Linked DNA regions of Gossypium hirsutum: region 1 is linked to region 2. A link is a contact called in public Hi-C data. All regions are on one chromosome and are shown on one strand. Each heading gives the region's core, a stretch centred on a gene start, on an enhancer-like site or on the middle of the called end of the contact. The rest is flanking DNA. Distances are from core to core; before and after follow the strand shown. Region 1 has its middle 11 kb from the start of LOC107930459. Region 2 holds the start of LOC107930453 (60S acidic ribosomal protein P1).

Evidence for each region. Hi-C and Micro-C count contacts between places; a contact is called where the count stands out from the background.
Region 1: a contact with region 2 is called in a Hi-C map of fibers, with 2.0 times the contacts expected there. The contact joins the enhancer-like site here to the promoter of LOC107930453 in region 2. A contact is called at or near these places in 6 of 34 Hi-C or Micro-C datasets (fibers, leaf and seedling).

The regions. Positions count from the first base shown.
Region 1 is chrA08:4,520,999-4,524,298 of Gossypium_hirsutum_v2.1, reverse strand. No RefSeq gene overlaps it. Among protein-coding and RNA genes, the nearest start is that of LOC107930459, 11 kb to the left of the region's middle. Within about 2 kb of position 1,683, at least 5 of the 9 cell types and tissues checked have an H3K27ac peak or open chromatin away from gene starts, as enhancers often do. A contact at or near this core is called in fibers, where this site is marked.
Region 2 is chrA08:4,428,594-4,432,104 of Gossypium_hirsutum_v2.1, reverse strand. It overlaps LOC107930453 (60S acidic ribosomal protein P1), which reads right to left and starts at 1,765. Exons shown (of 4, transcript XM_016862126.2): 1 at 1,589-1,765; 2 at 1,418-1,498; 3 at 1,063-1,281; 4 at 741-973. The coding sequence starts at 1,489. The coding sequence ends at 920.

The DNA of each region.
Region 1 (3,300 bases), core at 434-2,933, 92 kb before region 2:
GGGTATATGTGATGTCCCTTTGTATTCTAATTAGTCTTTCCATCCAACATTAAGATCAAAGTCAAATTCGTGATGTTGACTTATTGGACTTATTGGACTAACATTCTCAACAGGCTCTAAGTCTGCTAACTCAACAACTAACTCAACTAGTTGGGGGTTCTCACTCTCAATCGACCACCATATTTCCATCATAGTGCACAAGTTATCATCATCTAACAGCTGCATCTCACAAAATTTGAACGGATCTGTAGAGATTAGAAACTTGTAAAATAATTTGGATATCGCCCTTCCACAACGATAGCTATTTTCGCACTGATCTTCTTTTTCATTTTTGCTAGCTTCACATTTTTTTTGAATCGCAAACCTACTCTTTGCCAACCTTGAAATATACAACGAACATTACCTTTTACAATTTCACCATAAAAAAGAACATACACAAAAAACACATCATTATTCATCTTTAATAGATTTTTTGAACTCTCCTACTGAACACAACAATTTCACCATTTTATATATGGTAGAGAAATAGGTGGAGCCATAAAGAATGGCTCCACCAAAATAAAATATTAAATATTAAAATTTTATATTAAAAAATATTAAAAAAAGTACATTATAAAGTGATGGAGCCATTCTAAATGGCTCCACCAAATAAAATATTAATTTTTAAATTTTTAAATTTAGTTTAAAAATTAATAATTTATAAAAATTATATTTAAAATTTTAAAAATATTTAAAATATACATTTAAAATATTATAAAACAAATAATAAATTTGAAAGGTCATATCTTTAAAAATAATATATTTAAAAAAATTAAGAATATTTAAAATATTATAAAACAAATTTAAAATATTTAAAATTTAAAATATTATAAAACTAATAATAAATTTGAAAGGTCATATCTTTAAAATATTTAAATGTTTTATATTATTAAATATATATTTAAAATTTTAAAAAATAATTTTAAATATATATATTTAAATTTTAAAAAAATATATTATAAAACATTTTAAATATACATTTCAATTTTTTTAAAATCAATAATAAAAAATAAATAAAACAAATAAGGACAAATAAAAAACTTTAAAAAAGTAAATAAATATAAACTTAAAAAGAAAGAAAAAAGTAATAAGACAATTCAAAGAATCTGATGTAAAAGGGAAAAAAATAAAAAAAAATTGACCTTAACTATTTAAATAGGAAAATAGGGTGTCAAGAGCTAATTTTTTGAAATCTAATGCTGCTAATTTATTTGGTTCCACCAAAAAAAGGTAAAATTGTTAAAGTTCCCCTTATACTTTTAAAAATCACAGTATTTTTTTTAATATTTATACAGGTGATGCCATTCTAAATAGCTCCATCAAAAAATTAATTTTTTAACGTATATTGTTGATGTGGCATGTTGATGACGCCAAACTTTTAACTCCACTAACTTTTACTGTAGATTTTGGATTATTTTCATATTTTATCAAAAAAAAATTATTTAAGCAATTAATTAACTTTTTTAAGATTATTTTTGTAAAAGAATCCCAACATAGAACATATCCCTAGTGGAAGCAAAACCCTCTTTAGAAATTAAATGAGCTGATTGATTCCCTTCTCTCGGGATGAGCTTGAAAATACACTGCTCAAACCATGTAGGGAGAGCTTTTCCATCCTCGATAATTGCACTGATGCTTGATCTGTCCAGCTGCTTTCCAGAAAGTTTCCTGATAACCGAACAGGAATCTCCTTCGAGTTCGATGTAGGAGAACCGCATGTCAGTCGCGAATCTTAGACCACGAATCGCTGCCCTAGCTTTGGCGTCAAATAGGTCAGGTACGATATCATGCCTAATATTGTAAGACCCCATAACTAAGTCATCATGGTTGCGAATAATTATCCATGAGCTTTAGACCAGGTAACTAACTCCTGACTACTTTGACGAACCCCCTTATGTACTAATTTGTTCCTTGACCACAACATAGCACCCATCACAACTGAGATTAATTGTCGAGTGGCTGCATCATTATACTCAAACATGTAATTCAACAACTCCCAACTTCTTGTTATCTAATGTAGCAGGCTAGTGAATCCCCAACAGAGTCCAAATCACCACAGCAAATAGACACTTCAATATGACATATTGTAGTCTCCCTGCCATTGGCGCATCTAGGACATATGGCATCCTTTTTAATTCTTTTTAACTTTTAACTGTGTAAAGTAGGAACAAACTTATGATACAAAGTTGATGGAAACCTTTAGGCTTGTCAACGAGAACCTGGTTGGAGTGATAGACCAAGCCTGAAGCAAGCAATTTGTACCCACTTCTCACAGAGTAGAAGCTAGAGTAATCAGGCTACCAGACCAGCATATCGAGAACGGGAGCATGGGCAATGGGCACACAGAGAATCTTTCGGACCTCGTCAGCATTACTATTAGGTAGAAACAATTCAGAGACATAAGAGACGCCACTAATTCTGGGAGATTAAATTTTACAGGGACTAGTATCGGATAGCCAGCGATCCTCCCAAATCAAAAGAGAGGTACCATCCCCCACTCTTCACTTTAATCCTGCATTGAACTCCAAATGTTTTTCGACATAAGGATGACTCCCTAACTCGGGCCGAAGGAAATCAATGTGGAAAATACTTAGCCTTCAAAAACCTACCGACTAAAGAGTGGGGGTTGGTGATGAGCCTCCAACCCTGCTTTGCTAATAGAGAAATACTAAATTTCACCAAATCTATGAATCCAAGGCCCCCTTTCTCTTTGGCCACACAAGGCACGACCACGAGCACGAATGTATACTACGTTTTTGTCGAGATTTTTGCCACTAGTACTAGCTAATAATGGATTCCAATTCGTTACAAAGCATTTTCGATAATAAAAAGCAGGGCATAGTATAAGTCGGTAGCGACTGTAAGATAAACTTGATAGAACTTCCTTCTCACCATGCAAGAGCATCCTCGAACTCCAACTATCTACCCACCCTCAAAGTTTTTTTAGACCTTGAAATGCAGCCCTCTTATTCATCCCAACCATCGTAGGGAGCCTTAAATATCGTTCGATATTCAAAGTTCTTAGCACCCCAAACAATTGAACAATCTGGTCACAGCAACTTTCAGCTACATTGGAATTAAAGAAAATTTCGACATCAAAAATCACTTTCTGACCCAAATGCAATTCATACATGTGAATGATAGATTTAATCACTGTCACCCCGTAATCGAAGCCTCTCCAAAAGTAATGTTATCATCTGCAAAAAAATAAATGAGTTAACCCCGACCGTCCTCTACAAATCCGAGTTTCCTTTACAGACC
Region 2 (3,511 bases), core at 516-3,015:
TCTCAAAGCTGTATAAAAAGTTTACAGTATTTATAGGATAATCTTGGAAGAAGAATCTTGTTCAAGAAAAGAGGAAGCATGACTCTAAAAGCTTTATACTGATGTAAACTATGATAGAACATTAGTTGACAGGAGGTTAACTTTATTGTACATTCATAGGTGACAATCTAATGGCAAGGTCAAGTGTGGAGCCAAAATTCAGGTCAATGGCACTTAGAATATGCGAATTACTTCGATTGAAAATAATTCTTAATGATTTTAAAGATAAAATGGCAACGTTCAATGCAATTGTATTGTGACAACACAAATCAACAACCAACATTGTAATGACCTAGTGCAACATGATAAAACCATGCATGTTTAAGTAAATAGCCATTTCATCAAGAAGGAACTCAACAGTGAACTTTTTCAGACCCTATCTGTTTCAACAAAAGATAAAGTAGCAATGTGTTTCAAGACATTATCAACAAGCTTGGAAAAAATTGTATCCATAAGAGGCTGGATCAATTCTCTAAAGTAATGACACCAATCCATTAGCATAAATAGCCTAAGTTATCTAACACTCATGTTGACATAATCGAGTATGTATACGAAAGTACAATCCTTCAAATATATGAAGTAAGCATAGTCATACTAGACACTTATATCCAATACTCGGCTATTGATCAAAACAACAAACTAAACACAAAATCATGCATTACAATGGAATTAACCAAAAATCAATTCATCGCACATAACAATTGGCAAAAATTGGTCTAGAAGACTTTTATATATAGAAGATTCAAGCATACAACTCAAAAAGAAAGTTTTTACTCAAAAGCAGACAAATACTAATAATACCAAGAAACCTCAACAACTACTGTCACAGATTTAATGCATTAAAACAGCAATCAACCAAATCAAGCACTGAAAGGAACTTCTAATCAAACAAACTGAATCCCATATCGTCATCACTCTCTTCCTCTGGTTCTTCCTGCAAAATTACCCAAAAAAATAGTATAAGAGAACAAATGGCAACAAAAGAAATTCATCAATTTATCATTTGTAGTTTTCAGTCCAAACCTTCTTCTTTTCCTCAGCAGGAGGTGGAGCAGCGGCACCACCACCACCACCAGCAGCAACAGGTGCAGCTGCGGCAACTGGAGCACCAGCACCACCAGCACCAACATTGGTTATAAGATCCTCAATGTTGCACTTTTCGAAAAGCTTTGCAAACAAGCTTGGCCAATAAGATTCAACCGAGACATTTGCAGCTTTAACAATTGTTGCAATTTTCTCAGCCTATTAACAAAGTTAAAGAAAACTAACAAAAACCCATCTTCCCCGAAACTACGGCTAATTCATTCAATAACAAATAATCAAAATCACCAGATTTACCCCCTCTTTCTTTGTTCATTACAAAAAGCATAAAGGATACGGTGATGGGAATGCCATCATCATAGAGAATTAAAGCAGCGTAAGAACAAGCAGCTTCGCCAGCCGTAGACATCGTTTCAAACTGTTAACATTAAAATAAATACATAAAAGAGACTAAAACACAATCCATATAAAGATTAATATTAACATCGATACAATGGCAGATTGTTACCTGAGAGAAAAATCTGAGAAATAGGCAAAATCTGAGCAGCCGCTCTTCAAAGTTCTGAACAGACTGTTGCTAGGGTTTCATATTCGGCATTGAAAAAAGGATTTTAAAGAAAGAAAATAGAGTGAATTGGGCTTTAACGATTTCCGAGGCCTATATCTGAAATGAGGCCTCCAAACCATTTTTCTTTTTGCAATTAGATTTTTATGGTAAAAAGATCATTTTAGTCCTTCTCAATTTTTAAATTTAGAAAATTAGTCCCACTCAAAAAAAAATTAGAGCAATTTAGTGCCTGAAAATTTTGAAAGTGAGCAATCAAGGATAATTAATTATCACGGGCCGCGGTTCAAAGCCCATGACCAAAGCACAAAGGGTGTCTCATGGAGGTTTACATATTTAATAAGGCTCATTTGACCTACATGAACTGGTCCGATTCAAAAAACAAGAGACGAAGCCATCTACTTGAAGTCTTGGTGGCTCAACGAAGCACTTATGGAAAATTAGAGCTACATTGGTAAATAGGGAAAGTAATCTTGGAAGATTTGTAATCTGTTAATATTTGATTTTGTAATCTTAGGGATTGTGTAAATCCCTTAATTGTAGATATGCTTCGATCTCATTCATTGATATAAAGCTAGTTGTACTGTTGGATTTGAAAGAGCTCAACTATAAATAAAGGATTCCCCTCATTTTTAATTATCTGTTGTATTCTATTCTTTAGTAGTGAATACTAATTAAAAGTATCTACTTAAACACTTGGCGTGCTTTGCTTTTCTGTGGTTATTCTGTTCTTTCGAGCTTTCTTTTGTCTTTGTGTTGCTTCCGCTTTATAATTTAGTGCCTTGGAGAATTTCTAAAAGAATTCTCACTTTGTGAGAGTTAGGCTGACTTATGTGCATTTGAAGCAAAAAAATCGCCTAAGACTTCAAAGATTACAAGACAAAAGGTCTAGCCCTGTGACATAATCACAGTGTTAATATGTTTTGTCAATGGAAAATAATTTTGATTGGTTTAATAACAAATTTAGCCTTCAATGTTTATATATTTTGTTAATTTGGTCTTGATTCTAAAAAAATCAACAAATTTAGTCTAAACAGTTACACATTTACAAAAATATTCAAGGCTAAAATTGTTAAATCATGATCAAATTGATAGAATGTATAAATTATAAAAGCTAAATTTGTTATTATAAATAGTAAATTTTTGTGAATTTGATGAAAAAATTAATGTTGTGACTAATTATCCTTATTTGCTCACTTTTAAAATTAAAAAAAATTAAATTGCTACGATTTTTTAAAGAGACCAATTTGCTTAATATCAAAATTTAGAGAGATTGGAGAAAATTTTTTATTGATTTTTGACATATCAAAAGATTTTTTTCATTATTACTAAAAAATAATAAATATATTGTGAGTGGTTTTCTTATATGCAAATATTTTTTTAAGAGAATAACTTCAATTATTATTTTTAATTATTTTATCTTAGGTTATCCTAAAATTCAAAATCAACTAATAAGAATATGACATGTGGCACGTTGATCATTTTGATATTTTCTTAAGGTAAATTAAGATAAAAATAATAATTTAAAGTGAACTAAATAAAATTAGATGGTAAATTAGAAAAACACATATAATTTAAATATTTTGAACATGTTTGATAAGTAAATAGTAAAATTTTTTTCATGAAAAAAATGTTGAAAATGATATAATTTTTCAACTCTTTTTATTATGTTAACATTATCTTTTAAATAGTTTATATTTAAATTGTAACAGTCCATCTAATGAAGTCTTTGTATTTGGTTACTGTTTATTGTGTTATGATGTTAAGCGTAGCTCTAAAAAAGTAAGGTAAAAGTAAGGTGTTAGTTTTGTCTAAGTATAATATTTTGTGTATGTGCCAATTGGTGAATCATGTGTTTACCGATTA